Regions from separate parts of the Mus musculus genome. Here region 1 is linked to region 2. A link is a contact called in public HiChIP or PLAC-seq data. All regions are on one chromosome and are shown on one strand. The core of a region is the stretch at or near the end of the contact, and the rest is flanking DNA. Distances in the headings are between cores, read along the strand shown.

Evidence for each region. HiChIP or PLAC-seq counts read pairs in DNA pulled down with a chosen protein or histone mark.
Region 1: an H3K27ac HiChIP or PLAC-seq map of embryonic stem cells shows a contact between it and region 2, with 14 read pairs. The contact joins two enhancer-like sites. A contact is called at or near these places in 12 of 484 Hi-C or Micro-C datasets (8-cell embryo, Th1 cells, cortical neurons and 7 more), 10 of 115 datasets of contacts at active chromatin or transcription factors (double positive thymocytes, embryonic stem cells, pancreatic cancer cells and 2 more) and 3 of 9 other capture datasets (adipose tissue, embryonic stem cells and liver).

Annotation. Positions count from the first base shown.
Region 1 is chr6:94,770,516-94,775,667 of GRCm38.p6, forward strand. No RefSeq gene overlaps it. Among named protein-coding and RNA genes, the nearest start is that of Lrig1, 73 kb to the left of the region's middle. Within about 2 kb of position 2,981, at least 81 of the 459 cell types and tissues checked have an H3K27ac peak or open chromatin away from gene starts, as enhancers often do. A contact at or near this core is called in cortical neurons, embryonic stem cells, muscle stem cells and 1 more, where this site is marked.
Region 2 is chr6:94,644,579-94,649,635 of GRCm38.p6, forward strand. The region is part of intron 3 of Lrig1 (leucine-rich repeats and immunoglobulin-like domains 1); the gene reads right to left. Among named protein-coding and RNA genes, the nearest start is that of Mir7041, 41 kb to the left of the region's middle. RefSeq lists an enhancer at 2,841-4,416. Within about 2 kb of position 3,228, at least 207 of the 459 cell types and tissues checked have an H3K27ac peak or open chromatin away from gene starts, as enhancers often do. A contact at or near this core is called in cortical neurons, embryonic stem cells, muscle stem cells and 1 more, where this site is marked.

The DNA of each region.
Region 1 (5,152 bases), core at 1,731-4,230, 130 kb after region 2:
ATTTGAGTGATCTCTTTCAAGATCTCGGGGCTGGCTCAGGTGGCAACTGCTTGCTGCTCAAACAAGGGAATCTAAGTTTGGATTCCAGAACCCACTAAAAAGCTGGGCATGGTGGTATGTACCTATAGTCCTCATGCTGAGGAGGTAGAGTCAGGGTGATCTCTGGAATTTCCTGGCTAGCCAGTCTTGCTGAGTTGGTGAACTCCAGGTTCAGTGAAAGATCATAGATAAAATAAAATGAAGAGTCCTAAAGGAGGATCCCTGGCATTTATCTGACACACACACACACACACACACACACACACACACACACACACACAGACACACACACACACACACACACACACACACACACACACACACACACACACAAGAATGCATGCATACACACACATATACCACAGATACAAGGTAAGTAAACAAACATATATAGATCTCATGATGCTGCTTCATCACTTCACACCTGCAAGAAAGACCTCCCTTCCTCGTCCTCACAGAGCTCTGAGCTGTAAAAGCTCTGCTGTTCTTGGTCTTTCCCTAGCTCTCCGCCGCGTGCTCATCTCCTGATGTTGGGTGTAATGCCCCCATCCTGCTGTCACCAGTCATACTAGCATCTTCAAGTTCTCAGAGTCACCCACATCCTCCAGCCTTTGGGTCTTTGCTAGCCTCTGCCAGGAAGACCTCCTATTAGTTTCAACTGGCGTACTTACCTCCGCCCCAAGTTCAGTGGTTCTCAACCTTCTTAATGCTATGATCCTTTAATACAGTTCCTCATAACCATAAATTATTTTGTTGCTACTTCATAACTGCAATTTTGTTACTGCTATGAATCACAATGCAAAGATCTGATATACAACCCCCAAAGGGGTGGAGACTCCCAAGTTGAGAATTCAGGCCCTAATGGTTGGTCTGCTAATCCTGGGGCAGTGCACGCAAATTAGGATTTTGTGTATTCTCTCTTTCTTGAAGATCCCTCTCCCTCACAGTACTTACTTCAGTTGGTAACTGTATTTTTATCTGAGAATATGTTTGAAGTTAGCTTTTACTGTATTACGCACATAAAAGGGATAATGTGTCTCTCATGTATAAGTGCATCTGCGAGTCTAGTGCACACTTTTACAGGGCAGTTGTGCAATACATACTTGCCGGGTGAGACACATTTAATCTCAATACATTCAGTTAGAAAGACTCAGGTGAAGTTATCTCATAAAACAAAAACAAAAACAAAAAAAACAACCAACCAACCAAACAAAAAAAACCCACATACATTCTTTAGGGCTGTGTGTAGCTTTATTTGTTTGTGTCCAGGAACTCTGTCAAATTCTATGTTAGAAATGGGAGAAATTGTCTAATCATTTAACATTCCCAAGCCTGTGGGAACCCTGGCAGCCCTGTAAATGGACTTTAGCAGTTTGTACAGTCTACAGTGCACGCAGGCTCTACCCTGGCTCCTGCCTTTCTGCCATTAGTCTTTACCTCATCATGACCAAAACTCAGTCTGGTATTTGGCTGCTAGGGGCGAGGAAATGAATGAGCACCAGTTGCTGTGGAGTCCTCCAGAGTTCCCAGTTGATCTACTTTTTTCAGGCAGCAGAGTGTATCTGGGGTTAGAGGACAAAGTACATGCACGTGTGCATTCGTGTGTGCTTGGGTGTGTACATATGTGTGTATGTATGAGTGTGTTTATGTGTGTGTGCTTGTATGTGAGCGTATGGAGTCAGGGTCTTTGTCTAAACTCAGATTTTGCACATTCTGGCTAGTCTATTTAGAGTCAGCTTGCCCTGAAGATCTCCCCTGTCTCCTGTATGCTGGGATTACTAGTGGCTGCCACACCTTTCCAGTTTTTAATCTGGTTTCTAGAGATCCAAACCTTTCTTGCAGGACACATACTTTATCCACTGAGCCATCCTCGCTGTTCAGCTGAACATTTCCTTTAAACCATGACCCGGTGCTTTTAGATGCACCTTCTTGGGGCAGTGTGACCTGTTTTTAACGACATCCAACAGTATTCTTTAAGCGCTCCTGGGGAGAGAGGTGTCAGACTCTCCTCGGGGAAGAGGTAAAGGTGGAAGGAAGCAGATGAGCCAGGGCAAGGGGCTTCAAAAGCAGCTGTCCTTTGTCCAGTCCTCCATCACTCTGTCAGTGAGGATCATTAGCGAGCTTGGAGCTGGTCCTGGGACCCAGGCGATTGTCTGAGAACTCTTGTGGCCAGAAAGGTTCTAATAAATCTAACCTGGATTCTGCTTCCTGTCACTCAGTAGTCTTGGGTAACATTTGATATTTCCTCTTCCTCAAAGTACGAATTTATAAAGTACTAAATATGGATTTTGCAATGATGGGGTGGGGTGTATGTTGGGGGTGGGGGTGTAGACTGGAGAATGGTAGGCAATGGGAGTAGCCTAACAAATTAGCCGAAGAGTTAAGCCGAGGTTTTGGCCTTCCTTTCCTCTCCGGCCCTCCTTATCTGGGTAATTGCATCAATTCTACACTTGGGTTTGCATGTATGGCCGGCCTCTAAGCTGTGCAGAAAGGGATATCCTTTAATGATTTCTTTTGAATGGCTTTCCATCTGGGGAGGAAGAGGGCCCCTCTTGTTCAGAAACAAAGGAGCCATCCACCCTCCCAGATCTTTCTTCTCTATTAAGTATCTCTTGAATTTCAAAAGCCGGCTTGGAGTTTCTGGGTCCTGGTCCCAACAGCAGCAGTTTATTTTCTTTGTCCCTTTAAGTTTAGAAAACACTACAGGCCACGGAACCACTGTTCTTATTTTTCTTGGGTTCAAAAACAAATCCCGCTTCCAACCTGCTTAAAGCTCGCCATTTTTACAGCTAAGCAGTCCTAGGGCTGGCGTCCCTTCTTTAAAAGGGTCTTTGGCTTTGAGCTGCAGCAGCTGGATTTTGCTAGTCACTCCTCCTGTTCGAAATTCAGTTTTCAAGTCTGTCACTTGGTTTCCCCGCTGTCCCTCTTCCTGGGGGCTGCCCAGTTGTTTCTGAGGGGCCTTGAAGTGGTTTCCTAGCTATTTCAGAGCCCTGAACGACAATGTGTGCTCAGAGTTGGGCTGAAGAATGGAATCCCCTGTTTATATCCACAAACCCTCTCTCGCTCTCCTTCTTTTAAACATATGCGGAGTCACCGAAGAAACTGGAAGGAGATTAAAAGAAATGCTGGCTTTTAAAGCGAGTCTGAAAAACGTAAAGCTGGGAGCTGGCTTCCCGCTCTCCTCTCCTTCCCTCGCGCTGTGTTATGGGATTCATTTGCTGTGAGCCATCGCCGATTCATCATGCTCGTCCATCAGAGCCTTCAAAGCGAACCCCACAGCTGCTTTTGCCATTTATCAGTGGGAAATAAAAGAGAGACCGGGGAAAGTAAGGAGAACATATCACCACCTTCCAGAGCCTGGGATAATGGGTGTGAAAAAGGGGGTGGGGGTAGGGGTGGGGGCGGAGAGCTTATCTAATGAAACCCAGAGACTTCTCAGGATCGGGAGTTCCCGAACAAAGGCGGGGGACCTAGCAAAGCCAGCAGCCTGTCTGCAGCAGGGTCCTGGGGACAAAGCCTGCCAGAAACAAAAGGTTTAGTGGGAAACCAGAGGAATGCGCACAAAATGATCCCTACCTCCAGAGAGGTCTAAACCTCCAGATATTTGTAGGAATTTGTTCTCTGTGACCGACCACACAGCTGAAAGCTGAGAAAAACCCGGTGTTGGAGCTTGGAGCGCCAAGTGAATGTGTGACCTTCCCGCCCTTCCCTGCAGACTGGGAAATGACTGATCTGGTCATTCCCAGTTCTCATTTCCGTAGGGTGCCTGGACAAGACACCTGCCACTTTAAGTAAAGCCGCGGTGTCACAGTCCCAGTATTCCTCTGAGTTCTGAGAATCCAAGAGCAGGGGCCATCATTACTCGGGTGATAGCTGCAAGTTATCGTTCAGCCTAAAGCCACAATCCACAGCAGTCTGTGTGGAAGGAATAAACAGCCTAGACATTCATCATGGCTGATGGAACCCAAAGTCATTCAGCTGGAGGGAGGCTTCCGCAGACTGGAAGTGTTGGGGAACATGAATTCTTGAAATTCAAAGGAGCAATAATGTATACATGCAAGTATGTGAATGCATCTAAAAAACCAGAGTGAACCTATGGGTTTTCACTAACAGGAAATCTGAGACGGGAAAGGCTGTTTTACGGCAGGAAAGGGAGAGTTACTGCCCCCGAGAGCAAACTGCTAGGGACTGCTCCTTCAAGGCATAGGCAGTTTCAGTGGGTGATGCTAGTAGTCCAGATATAGACAGGTGTGGGCTTGCACAAAATATATCTTCTGTTAAAACTCAGTGGATTTCTGTTTTACTTATTCACATTCTTGAGACGTGGTCTTGTGTAGCCCAGGCTATCCTCAAATCCAGGGCTTTCTCTGCAGTAGACAGGCACTTTACCAAATAAGCCGCACGTAAGCTCTAGAGCTCAATGAGTTTTGGATTTAAGGTTGGTACATTTAGGTCTGGAGCACTGGCTGCTCTTCCAGAGGTCCTGAGTTCAATTCCCAGCAGCCACATGGTGGCTTTAACCACCTGTAATGAGATCTGGAGCCCTCTTCTGGTCTGCAGGTGTACATGCAGGCAGAACACTGTATGCATAATAAATAAATAAATAAATAAATAAATCTTAAAAAAAAAGATTAATGCATTTGTCAACACTCAGAAAAAAATTTTACTCTCTACACTTTATTCTAACCTGATTTCACAGGAAAAATGGGGACAGGGGAGACAAACAAATGTGGAACTCTAACCGACAGTGTGCATGCTACAACAGTGTGTATGCTGAAAGCAATGATGCTTTCAATTTACTTTGATGTTTGTGTGTTTTGAGACAGAATCTCTCTACACAGTCCAGACTGTGCTGAACTTTCACTGTGTAGACAAGACTGGCCTTGAACTCATAGAGATCTTCCAGCTTCTGTCTCCCAGGTGCTGGGATTAAGGGTGGGCACCGCAATGCCCAGCATTCAATGCATTTTAAAGCACACAAAAATCAGATGAGTTGGCATATGATAGATAGATGGCAAATCTAGGTAGCGTTTGGTAAACCAGCCATAGGACAGGGTGAAGAGTTACATGGATTCGTGACTGGTTTATGTTGACCCTTTCTAGAAAGTGTTGA
Region 2 (5,057 bases), core at 1,978-4,477:
CACACTGAAGAGGCTACATCCTGGCTGGGAGTTATCCAGCTAACTAGGGTGCAAGCCCAGGTGTTCTCAGACTCCCAGCTATGATGTCCTGTGTGCAGAAGAAGCACAAGAAGATAACAAAAAGGAAACTGGTGGAGCCGGGATGTCTTAGAAATTTCTTCAGGGGCACCAACGGGCTGCCTGCCACTGAAACATTCCCCTAGATCCATAAGCCAGCTTTGAAACAGCCCTGCAGTTCCAGGCAGAGGAGGAAGCTGTTTCAGCATTTGGCTGCAGCCTCTGAGACAAAGTCCTCTCCCTCTGGGGAGTTATACCATGTTGTGCCTTTAAAAATAAAACCAGGCCTGTTTCCTGCCTCATCTGGAAGACTTTTGATCTACTGATTATAAGATTTAGATTCTCTCTTACCACACGATTTCCCAAGCCTTTCAGCATATGAATTAAGTACACTTGGAGATTCAAGGATGGGCTCATGAGCAGGCCCTTTCATGATGCCCTCCTTATCCACCCCATAGGTGACACAACTGCCACAGGACCAGAGCAACACCACGGTCAATGCCACTGTTCTGCACCCCTGAATACCAGACCCCAGTCCAGTCTGCTCTGCAGGCCCCACCAGAGCACGCGTGTGCTCTTTTTTTCTTGGAACTGCATGCTTTTAAAGCAAGCCATTGTGCACTTAAATGCCAAAGGTAAGCCTGCAAAACATATGGAGGGGAAAAAAAGAGAGAGAGAGAAAAAAAATCTTTTAGCTTAGCACTAGGCAAATTCTTAGACCTGACCCTAAAAGCATAATCCAGAAGGTGGTGGACTTGACCTCAGACTAGAGGAAAACATATTCAAACCACACATCCAACACAGGCCCAGTATCTAGAATATGTAAAGACCTGCAGAACTGAAATACCAAAAGTAAAGTAAAATACTAGTTTGAAAATAAGCAAGAAGTCTGACATTTCAGCAAAAAGATTCACAGATAGTTGGGCACTTGGGTCTTGGGTGCAAGAGCCAGCCTGGGCTGTATCAAAACCAGCAAAATATAAAAACAGCCCACAGGTAGCCAATAAGGCTGAAGATGATTGGTCACAGCAGTCTTTCTCAGAACAATCAAAGCCTGGAAGGACCACAGGTGTCCTTCAGTGGTGAAAGATTAGACCCAACCTGGTAGCAGAAAGGAACAAAGTATCAACACACAAACCCCACCAACCTCCAGGGAATCACACTCAACAGAAGGACCAATCCCAACAGACTGTGCTGTCCAGTCCGTTTCCTCTTCAGAACACGTTACAAGGAAGGCAGTGGGTGTGGCCATGCAGGAGGAGGGCCTTTAGTGGGGATGGATACGTTCTAGGACTTGACTATATGATATGAATGTCCTGGTTGTGAAATTTTACAAGATTGCACCACAGAGGAAATGGAGCTAAAGCTATTCAGAGAATTTCTATTTCTCACAGCCACTTGTCAATCAACAATTTACTTTAAGGTACCAAAGTAAAACGTGTAACAAGAACAAAATGCCAGGACAGTCACAGCTACCAGAAGGCCTGGTGGAGTAAGAGAGCTATACTCCACAGCTTCCAATGAAGGAACTAATATAACAGAAAGTCAAGAATGAGCATGCGCACACGCGCGCGCGCACACACACACACACACACACACACAGTCTCTGAACTCCAACAGGTTTACAAGAGATCATTCAGAAGGAATTCCTGCAAGTAAGATCAATTCCAGGCAGACAGACTATGTAATTCCAGGCCTCCTGATTTCAGGTAAAGGAAAGCAATAGTCTCAGAGCACAGCAACAAAGCAAGAGCCACCTCACCGCAACCTGAAGCTACAGGAGATGGTAGGAAGCAAGGAGATCCTATTCACCTTCACCCCAGAGCCACGTGGTCCAGAAGTGACTCCCCGGCAGCTCTCCCAGGGAAAGTACCTTTTTATCCCCCAAGGCTCTGTCCCAAGCAGCTGTGCAGAGGCTGCTGGCACTGGAGACAGGGCCCAGGGTGCCAGTGCTGCAGCCTCCCCACACTCAGCACCCAGTTAAGAAGCTGGGAAGAGAAACCACAAATTGGCACCTTTGCCTCAGCTGTTTGGGTTTGAAATACATCCAGGAAGTGAGGAGAGTACTCCGGAATCTGCCCTAGAGTCATGTCTTCAAGGGCAGGTCCCCATTGTGGGCAACTCTGCTGGCATTACCACAAAGGGGGCTGGGGCTCTGCAGAGGCTTGGCAGCAGGATCACGTCCCTGGATGTGCTCTTAGGAGTAGACAGCCATAAACGCCCCACCACCACCACCAGAAGCAGCAGCAGCTATGTGAGTGAGAGGATGGGGAGGACTAGCCTGAAGTGCAGAGGCAGGAAGCCTTTCCAAGGATTTGCAATCTTTAATGAGAATGATACCAAATGAGCTCACCTGAGGCTGACAGAATGCTTGCAAAGCAAACACTACCTGGACAGACCGCATCTTGCCCCACACCCCGAGGGGTCTCACACCTAATACAACTTGATATGTCAGCTCAGGATTTGGCATATCAAGTTGTATTAACCCTCCTAAGCTCCCAGACCACAGATTCCAGAACAAAGTGAGCAGCCAGCTTGAGAAGCAGAGAAAAGGAACCTCGGGGAAGATACCTGCCTTCCTGTGCTTTTCGCAATCTCACTGGGCTACAGAATTGGATCTCAGAACGTACACAGGACGACACACCAAACCTGCTATCAATGTCTTATATGTGAAAAGGTGGAAGAATAACATCTGGCCATTTTTTAATTTAAAAGAAAAAAAAGTTTATTTCATATGCCTGTCAATATACCAAGCGATGTAGCCTATCTTGACAAACTGTCAACCTCTGCACAAGTGGGTTGATTCTACATTCCATATATACTGCCCAACAATGACAGGCCTTATGAAAGAAAGGCCTGCCTGGTATAAACACGAACACATTTCTCTCACTTGCACTAGGACAGCTGAAAATGGCTCCCAGGTGTGAGCAGACACAATAGGTCCAGCCTTCTTTGCAAGGTCACGCTGCAGGTCAAAGTCAAGCCAGCCATTTTCGGATTAGGTGCACAGGCACAGGAGGCTTCCCCAAGTGCTAACTGGATTAGAGAAGCCACCTGCAGGAAGTGGGGAGGGGGAGGAGGGGAGAAGGAAATGGCCCAGTTGGAATGAGTCTGCTGGTGTGGGCAGGAGCCAGCCCCTTTCACACGGGAGGTTGTGCAACCAGAGCAGCTCTGCTTCCAAGCTGCAAGTCCCGGAGCCCTGGGGGGTGTTCAGAGCCCGCTGCTGCAAGGAGTGGCTCCTCCCCTCCAAGTCTTCCTGGTTTCTCAAGCATCAAGCAGCCTGTATTCCCTCTGGATCCTGTACTATATTGAGAGAGGGAGAGAAAGGGGAGGAACAAAGGGAGAGATGGGAGAGGGGAGGGAGAGAACCACCCAAAGGCCTAACTAATATCAGCACAACTTCAGCTGCTCAGTTCCCAAAAAGGCAGGGACCTCCATGACCAAGTTGGTATTCGGCAAGCGCCCCCCTGCCTGGGCTCCCCAGCTCTGCAGCTGGTGTTCCCTTCACTTTCTCAGCAAATAACTTGCAGATGTACCTCTCATCTCCCTGGCTTACCACCACCCCCACTCTCAAAGACAGGGGAGGGGGGAGAGAAGGAAAATGACCAGTCATGACTGTGTGTAATTTGGCAGGCTCTCTAGGAGGCAGGCCACATGGGCTCCTTTCCCAGAGAAAGGCTCACTTCAACTGGGGGCAAAAGGACGTCTGCACTGCAGAGTCCCCGGGAAGCTGCCGGGACACAGGACTGATCACTGTGTAAAAGTAGATAGTTTTCTATTTCCAGGCTCACTGGTGGTACCCAGCATCCAATGAGACTGCAGTTCTGAGTCCACAGGTCCTTCTCGGGCCTTTCAACAGAAGCTTGCTGGCTTGCCTAACAGCCCACTCGCTGACAAAGAAAAAAAGACAGAAAGGCAAATTGGCCCCCAAATAAAGCTAGCCATGTCCTAGTCGTCCTGCAAGTACCCCTGAGTGCCTCAGGGTCTCACTCTGCTAGCTGAACAGTGCTAAATCACACCCACTTCCAGGAGGGGTAAGAACGCAAGTCTAATATTAGAGTTGTGGGTCAGAGTCCACAGGGTAGCCGCTGAGATTTCCAAATTCTTGAGTCATAGAACAAAGATTACAATAGGGACACACAGACAGTTATAGAGATAGGGAAAGTATATTAAGGAAGAGAAAGGCACTCCTAAGATGGGAGTGGGCTAGACAGCTGGGACAGGACTGAGACTTTTGTCAAAGCTTCTTGCCCTAAGCCTGGAGACCCTATGCAGGTCATGCCCATCACACCCACCTTCTCTTGAAGAATTTGTGGGCTTTTGCTTCAACTTTTGTTTCATATAGCCAGGTGGGGAGGGGTTCCCAGTGGCTTTGCCAACTGGCTTTGGCTCTTTTGTTAACCTCTGATGCCTCTTTCTCTATGCCATACTCTGCTACCACAGACAGGGTAAGCAACCTTGGGTCAAATGACTCGTTATCTGAGAGTCTTTCCTGTCATGCACACATCAGCAACATGAAGGGACTCAGACAGTACCCGGCCCTTGTATGATGATTATCTGTTTTCTCTGTCTTTCTCTGCAGGTAGATGTTGTTCCTTAGGAAAAGAAGACACTGACCAGTTGTTACTGAGCTCCTAGGGCCCTCCCAGGAGCCTCCCAACAGATACAGCAGCCTTAATCTATAAGTGCCAAGTCCATGAGAGCCAGCCTGTGCCCTACTGCTTTGCTTTTATTGTTAAACCTGAGCACTGTAAGAGGAAAGAGCAAACTAAAGCAAGCTTTATTTTAGAGGTGCACCCAGGATTGGCCAGCCAGCTGTCTCACCCTAAATTGGAATTTTAGAGAACAGCCCTGGATGTGAGGAAGACAAGTGTTTTATAGCTCACGGGTACAGGGTTTCCAAATGGGGAGTTGGCAGGCAAAACAAACAAACAAACAAACAAAAAAACCAGCAGGGTTACAGGAGCAGAACATAAGAATAACAGATTAGCTATCATGAT